Regions from separate parts of the Lactuca sativa genome. Here region 2 is linked to region 1. The links are chromatin contacts, called in public Hi-C maps. All regions are on one chromosome and are shown on one strand. The core of a region is the stretch at or near the end of the contact, and the rest is flanking DNA. Distances in the headings are between cores, read along the strand shown.

Region 1 (4,216 bases), core at 263-2,762:
GGGGGGGAAGTTAAATATTTATAGTAAATATGTACCATGTCATCATCGGCAGGGTGGTCTCCTTTTTCACGAGCCTCTCGAAGAATTTTATTTTCTTCTTCTAGCTGAGAACTTCTTTGTTTTGCAAAAGCTAAATCCGCTTTCACAGTTTTAATCTCTCGAAAAAGAAGTTTCGCTTTTGCAGCTGTTGCAATCGCCACCTGGCATATAAAACCAATTATTGTTTGATGCTTCATTTGTTACATGGGGCTCGAGTGGACTTTCTAGATCTATTTTATTTTCTATAATCATTGTTAGGAGGACAATCATGTCTTTTGAACATCTAGAGATCCAGACTCTTCTTTAAGTGGGATACAACATGCCAAAAAAAAAAAAAAAAAAAAAAAAAAAAAACCCATGTTGTAGTTGTACGTCTGGACTGAGACCGAAAATGATGTAAATGGAACAAAAATTATAATTTATTGTCACACCCAAAAGAAAAGACATGAATACCCTTCTCATTCTCATTATCCTAAATAACCTAGAAAATTTGTCCAGTCCAGTCCTATCCAAAAGAGTCCCATGTAACAAATACGGAAAATCTTGTAAGAATAACATGCATGTGATGATGCAATAATAATGTGAGAAGTCCAAGCTTATAAATTTGCTATGGTTTCAAATACTTGAACCATAGTAGATATGCAATTAATTACACATTTGCCACTTTACGTCGCGAGATGCCTTCAGTTGATCCTCATGATTGGTCGGTGTTTCAGGCTCTTGCTCCTGCGGCTGTGATTGTGACTGTTTTTCGGTGTCAAGTTCTTTACGATCAGTTGCTTCAGATTTGATCTTGTTCTGCAACTTACTAGCATCTTGAATATCATGACTTTTTTTGTCCACATTAATGGTGAGTGTACCCCCTTGCACTTTTTGATCACTTAACTCCTGGTTACAAATTTAACAACGAATCATCCCTTTTATTTTTTTTATTGGACTCCAACATTTTGTTAACTACATAATACATCACCTCTACATTATGCCTTCGCTAAATTTAGGAAAGATGAGTAATGTTGATTAATACATTATTGTTGTTGAAGAAATTATTAAAATAATATGGAAACAATTGAAAATGCATGAAAATGAAAACGAAATAAGAATTCTCAGAATAATTTTCATTGTAGGGATATATATGAAGAGTAAAGCACAAATAGAATGGAAAACCTTGGATCTGCGTTGAAGAGACGTGTTAAACGCCGAATTGGAGAGAGAAGAGTCACGGTGAGCATCAGATGTTCGTATCTGAGAGGCAAGAGGCGATGATGGAGCGGAGGTGGTGGTTTTATCGTCAGGAGGACGATAGAGTTCTTCCTTGAACGTCGAAGACCTAGAAATCCCATGCCTTCTACGGTACGCCATGCATATATATGGCTGATCAAGCAACCGATCGACAAGAAAACAAATTTGAAGCAGGCTGGTGATCAGAATCAACCGGAATGAACACCGCCGGGCGCCATTAACGCCACCGCAAGCCTACAATTACACAACCAGCGGATATGCTTCTTTTGAGGAATCAATGCCGTACGTCTTTTTAACAAACTCTCCGAATCTCAAGTTAACCGTTGTTTCGCTATATATATATATATATCTATGAGTAAAAATATTTTTTTTTGTGCCGCTAACTTTTGGTCCAAGTTTAAAAAATCAATGCACTTTTTGTCCAAAGTTTTAAAACATGGTTTTTATGGATTTAAAACCCACCACAGTTTTAAAATCCATTTCTCATACATACTTGTAGAATAACCATTATACGGTTTATACCCTCTATTTTATTTTATGTTATTTTATTTATTTATTTTGTGTGTCTTATTTTGTTACTGAATTAGGTGTGAGACCAGACCTATATATTACATGAGTTGATTAAAAAAAATATATCAAAATGTAAACATTAAGTATTTTTTAAAATTAAATTCTAAAATAAGGAAGGAAAAAACATATTTATTACAATTTAAGATCATATTTATTACATTTACTACTTACTTATATAGCTATATGTATTATGTGGTTTCTTAATTTTAACATTAAAAAAAACTAGACATTGACATGTGGATATTATTTATTTCAAAAATACTACCAAATAACAAGTGTCAAAACTTATGAAAGATTGAAATGTGCCAAAATAGATCTTCATTAATTAGGGTAGACTTGATGGGTCAATTATGTTATTTACATGAAAAGGAGAATGGCGCACTAAATTGTTGCAGACCCCATCCATCGGCCAATACACTAATAACCGATATCAGCTCTCATTTCCTCCCAAACGAGTAAAACACAAGGGGCAATCAATTGACTATTTCACTCTGACTCACTAGCAACTCCAAGAGTGTCCCCTCATCATCTTACGATGAAAAGCAAGTTTATTTTGTGGTAAAAAAGAATGACTAAACCCTCCTCCACCATCGATAAACTCTCCCTATTTTGCCATAGGTAGCACCAACGCCACCCACGAGCTCCGCCTCTTCCTCCATTATGGTTATCACATTCGCATAATTGGGCCATTTTGGGTTGAAGCAAACGCTTTAAATTGTTTGCAATAATATATGTTTGCACAAGAATCACTAATTTACTTTGATGGATTTTTGAACAATTGTGCGGGAAATGGAAAATCAAAGAAACTGGTGACAACTATGTGTTAAACGAATAAATGGTTGTTGAACTTGAAACACCATCTTTTCATTTTATATTTTAAAATCATTTAAAATGCTTTTGCAAAAATTTGGTCACAATGGGCGTGTTTGGCATGAAGCTTTTGGAAGCGTTTGGGAGCTTCTAGCTTTTAGCTTTTGAGAAAACGCTCTAGTTTAAACAAAAAGCTTCGTTTGGCAGTACGAGCGTTTACCTTTTAGTTTTAACAAAACGCTCCGATTCTAAAAGCTACTTCATGTAGCGTTTAACAAAACGCTCCTGAGCTTTTGAAATCAGTTTCCATAATTACCCTTAAAAATATATTTATATATTTATTTATTTTTAATCAATTGTCCGTTTATGTAATTTTATATATTTCAAAAGTTTCCAGCTACTTTTGCCAAACATTCATATAACAAATAAAAGTTATAACTTCCCGCTACCAGCTAACCGCTACCTGCTTTCAGCTAACAGCTATTTTTTCCAAACACGCCCAATATCTCACAAGTTCTCAAAATCAGTTTAGTTTTTAAGAAGTTTTATCAATTCAAATATCATTATATAAGATAAGATAAGATACCATTATATAATAACTGTAACATTCCAAAATTTTAGACAAGATTTTATTTTTAATTAATTCCAAAACATTCAAAGATCATATAAAAAAACAACTGAAAGTGAATCATAGTAAAATAATATCATAGTACAAATCCCAAAATCACATAAGGTGGAAAAACATGGACGGATGCGGTGCGATCAATCTGATCCCTTCCCTTTTGAGCTGGAAGTAACTGAAACATAAATTGAAAATCGTAAGTACAAAGCTTAGTGAGCTCCCCCAAAATACCCCATGCCATACATACATACAGTTAAAACATAATTGGGTCTATTTCACCCCCTTCGGTCTCTTTCAACCAGTACCGGTCTCTTTCAATCAGTATCGATCTCTTTCAACCGGTATTGGGTGTATTTCAACCTCTCAGGTCTCTTTCAACCGGTACTAGATGTATTTAACCCCCTTCAGTGTCTTTCAATCGGTATTGGGTGTATTTCAACCCCTTCAGTATCTTTCAACCGGTATCGGGTCTATTTCTACATCAAGCATATAATCATAACAGTAAGAGTCACAGAGACAAAAACAGATATTCAAGCAATACAAGAAATTGTCACGAAGACAACTATTATCCTACCAATATAATCTAGTGGGTCGGAATTGGTGCCTTCGACCCACGAGTATAGTGAAAGAAACTCACATCTTAGTCTGAAATGATCGTTGAACAGATCACAGCTCCGAATATCAACTCTACCGGTCGCTTATCCAACAAATAGTGACCAATTCTCAAATACAACTCAAAAACACCCATAATCCCCCTAAGTCAAACTTGGTCAAAGTCAACAATTAAAGTCAAAGTCAATAGACGGACAACCACGTCGTTGTCATCCTTGACCACGTCGTGGTGTCGATACGACAAAACAGTCATGGCTAGCCTAGCCACCATGTCATGGTGACCTTTACCACGTCGTGGTTATAACAACTTAACGAATTAAGTTG
Region 2 (4,254 bases), core at 744-3,243, 220 kb after region 1:
TTTTTTACAATTTTGATATACTCTTGGTGATTTGAAGTGTGGAAAATCTAGAACCAAGAAGTCAATAATATAGAAGTCATTTTCTTTTTTGTGTATTATTTTGATTGAAATTTTAATTTTATGTATTTGCAATAGGAAATTAAAATTTATAATATTTTTGCTTAAATCTCTGAGATTTTTCAAATTTTAGGGCTCATTTTTATTAAATTGCACAGGGTCTCCAAAATCTCGGAACCGGCCCTGCCTAGATCATATAGGGCTTCATCAGTTCATAGTATGTATTGCAGAAGGCCTTACCAAAGGTCCTTTAGAAAATCTTGTTCTATCTAGTTCAATTATGTTTCACCCACCAAAGGTTATCTTAACTTTTGTAGGGTAATAATTAGGGATAATGACTTAAAAGGGTAATATATTTTTTGATTTGTACACATTTAGTCACTAAGTTTTTTTTTTCGTCCACATTTACCCCTTCAACTTGTTAAACTATATACATTTAGTCCTTATGACTGGCTACTCCAGGTTAGCCGGTAAAAATGACTTAATAGGGTAATATATTTATCATTTTGTACACATTTAGTCCTCACGACATCTTATGTGGGATAGCCATATGGTGGTGGGATAGTTTCAGGTGGTCCTGCTATATGTTGTAGGCCAAGATACCTGGTGCGGGTCGGCTATAAGCTGTAGGCACGAAGACTCGAGAAGAGCGGTTGGATTAAGGCGTCATACCAACAAACCCTGAGTATTCCAGTCCGATTAATGATTGGACCTATTATTGAATGTTGGCATTCCAGTCCGGTGACTGATTGGGCCAAAGTATACCAATCTAATGAGTGTGGGTCCGTTATGCATAATAATATGTTTGTTGTGTTGGGTATTTTGGGGGAAATTCACTAAACTTTGTGCTTACTCAGTTATTTATGTTTTCAGGTTCTATCGTTGGTCGTGAGAAGGCGAATGCATGGCTATACACACTCATCAACATTATTGAGGATTACACATTTTCTTATATTACTCTGATTTTCGATAAATATATTTTGGAATAAACGTTTTTTTCTTAATAATGGATTTATAATTAGGGAGTTTTGCCTTATTTAAAAATGAAATTTTCTGGTTGTGAAAATGAGACATTACACATAGACATCAACAGTCTCACACATTTCATCAATGATTGTCCCATGTAAAATGTCGTGAGAAAAATCTAAAGAAAACATTCATTAGTACTGAATGTGTACAAAAACAAAAATGACTTATTTTGAAACAAAAAAATATTAAGCATTAAATGTGTACAAAAATATTAAGGATTAAATGTGTACAAAATGAAAAATATATTACCCTATTAAATCATTTTTTCCGGCTAACCTGAAGTAACCGGTCATAAGGACTGAATGTGTACAGTTCAACAAGTTTAAGGGATAAATGTAGACGGAAAAAAACTCAGTAACTAAATGTGTACAAATAAAAAAATATATTACCCTTTTACTTTAAAATATTGTATTATTACACTTGTTTTGACGAATATAATTATAGTGCTGTTTTGATATATGTTGTCCACAAGTGGTCCATATGCTGTCCTAATTAATAAATGATTTATTTAAATTTCATTTATATTTGTTTATTTGTTGCAAAATATTTATTAAGTTGTTGAAAAAATTGCAATCCCAAAAAAAAATGCAAACAAGAATATTCATAGTTCTTTTGTGGTCCATTAATCTCCCTCTAATAACGTTTGACTGTTTCTTTTTATAAGCTTCTTTTCAGCTGGCAATGCTCCTATCAAATTTTTATTAAATATTTTATAGTCACAATAAGTATCCAATGATGACATGTTATATAAATATCTTTTATTTAAATTACCTAATTTTCCAAACTAAAATTCTTAATTACAGAAAAAACAAATTAATAAAAATAAATTATTTTCTATTTGCATTTAATAAAAGTACACAAAAGTAAAAGTATGGAGCCAAAACACCCAACCGTTAACCGATCTTCCATTAAATTCCCAAACCCTTCGTCAACAATTCCTATCCCTAAATATTTAATTCTGACTTTGAAATATTTACAACTCAACAAAAAAACATGGATGTCGAGAAAAAAGATGAACAGCCACTCACAACCATCGTCGCCGACGACAAACACCGCCGGAAACGCAAACGCCGGAGATGCATCTGTCTATCGGTAATCGCCGTTATTGTTCTCCTTGCTTTAATCATTCTGATCCTGGCTCTCACCGTCTTCAAAGCCAAGAAGCCCGTCACCTCCGTCAACTCCATCGCCATCAGCGATTTCGATGTCTCAGTTAACCTCCTTCCGCCTAGGGTTTCGTTAAACATCTCCCTCGACCTTGATATCTCGATTAAAAACCCTAACAAAGTCGGTGTTAAGTACCGAAACAGCTCAGCGATTCTCCTGTACAAAGACAAAGACATCGGTGAGGTTCCGATTCCCGCCGGCGAGATTGGTTCCGATGATACGAAGCGATTGAATCTCACGCTCACTGTTTTTGCCGATCGGTTGCTGACGAATTTTGATGTTTATAGTGATGTCATCAGTGGAAGCTTGCCGGTGTCTACCTACACTAAGATCTCCGGTAAAGCTCGTATACTTAATATGTTCAACATTCACATCTCTTCTGTGTCATCGTGTGATTTGAACATCGATATTTCAAATCGAAGAATTTCAAATCAAACGTGTCATTACAAGAACAGATTATAGGGTGTTAACAACTTATTATGATTTCTAGTTTTGTTTTGATTTTGTGTTTATAGAAATTTTGATGTTCTTCCACTTGTTCTTCTTTAGTGAAGATGTACTTTTGTTATTCTTATCTTCTTTCTAGTTTTCACACTGAATAAAGGTATTGCTTTTGCTCTTTCGGTTGTTTGTTATGGAATGAAATCATAAGTATTTAAATAAGTTATTATATTTTATTCTTGAATGATATTTGAATCATTTAATGTTTTAGATATTTTAATAAAATAATTAAACTTTTCATGATGCAAAACAAATTTGAGCAGATTAAGATATCTTACAAAATAAGTTTACTAGATATAAATTCATTAAAAATATATTATATACATTTAATAAGTGATCAAAGAAATTTTTATTCAATGACTTTAGAAACAATGTTTGCTAATAAAATAAAATATCGCGAATCTCAAAATAAAATACAGTTAGAATGGTTCAAATGATTTTTTTTAAAAGTAACAAACGATAATTTAAATTTTAAACAAAGATGTTTGAATGTCCTAAAGACCAATTTGGTAGTGGTACTAACCATAATAAATATTAAATAAAATGAAATATATTATTAATCTAGTTTATAACCCTTATAAAATTAATTAAAATTTTATAGTAAAATTTAAAATTATTAATCAATTATTTCAAATAAATTATTAATTCAGAGATATTTTTAGTTATATAAAATTATAATCGTTGATTTAAATAAATAAATGAAATTACATCACTTTATAATATATATTAATTTTATTTTAATTTTTATTATAATGTTATTTAATATAATTATGTGTGAAATTAAAATTTGAAATTTGAAATGAAAAATCATTTATTAATTTAATGTAATTAGAGTGTGAAATTTAAAATTTGAAATTTGAAATGGATAATCAATTATTTATTTAATGTAATTAGGGTAGAAAATTTTAAATGGAGAATTAATAGGTTAACATGTGACATGATAGGTGGCATATAATATTAATGAAAATTTCTAATATTGTAACATTTGTCAATAAGAGAATAAATTTATTTATTTATTAGAATATGAAGATAAAATAATAAAATTTTGTGATATTTAAATACCATGGATGAATTAGGTTACTTTTGATTTGATTCTTTATGTTTTCTCAAATTTTAGATGTAAATATAGTTTTATAATATTACATTTCTTGCAAGAAAGCTTTCATATTTAACATACAATTTTATATTTACAGAAACACCAAAACGAGGTTTTACATGTAAACAAATAATATACATATCTCCCTCTTCATATTCTAATAAATGAATAAGTTTATTCTTCTATTGACAATTATCATACCATTAGAAATCTTCATTAATATTATATGTTACCTATAATGTCACTTGTCAACCTATTAATTATCAATTTCAAATTTCAAATTTTAAATTTTAAATTTTAAATTCTAATTACATTAAATTAATGATTGATTCTTCATTTTAAATTTTAAATTTTAAAAATTTTCACTCTAATTATATTAAAAAATAAAATAAAATAAATACAGA

What was found. Hi-C and Micro-C count contacts between places; a contact is called where the count stands out from the background.
Region 2: a Hi-C map of leaf shows a contact between it and region 1, with 4 times the contacts expected there. The contact joins the promoter of LOC111885768 here to the promoter of LOC122194411 in region 1. A contact is called at or near these places in 2 of 4 Hi-C or Micro-C datasets (both in leaf).

What each region holds. Positions count from the first base shown.
Region 1 is chr8:178,475,037-178,479,252 of Lsat_Salinas_v11, forward strand. LOC122194411 reads right to left here and starts at 1,513. Exons shown (of 4, transcript XM_023882021.3): 1 at 1,204-1,513; 2 at 709-927; 3 at 36-200. The coding sequence starts at 1,398.
Region 2 is chr8:178,692,405-178,696,658 of Lsat_Salinas_v11, forward strand. It overlaps LOC111885768, which reads left to right and starts at 1,994. Exons shown (of 1, transcript XM_023882009.3): 1 at 1,994-2,872. The coding sequence starts at 2,080. The coding sequence ends at 2,715.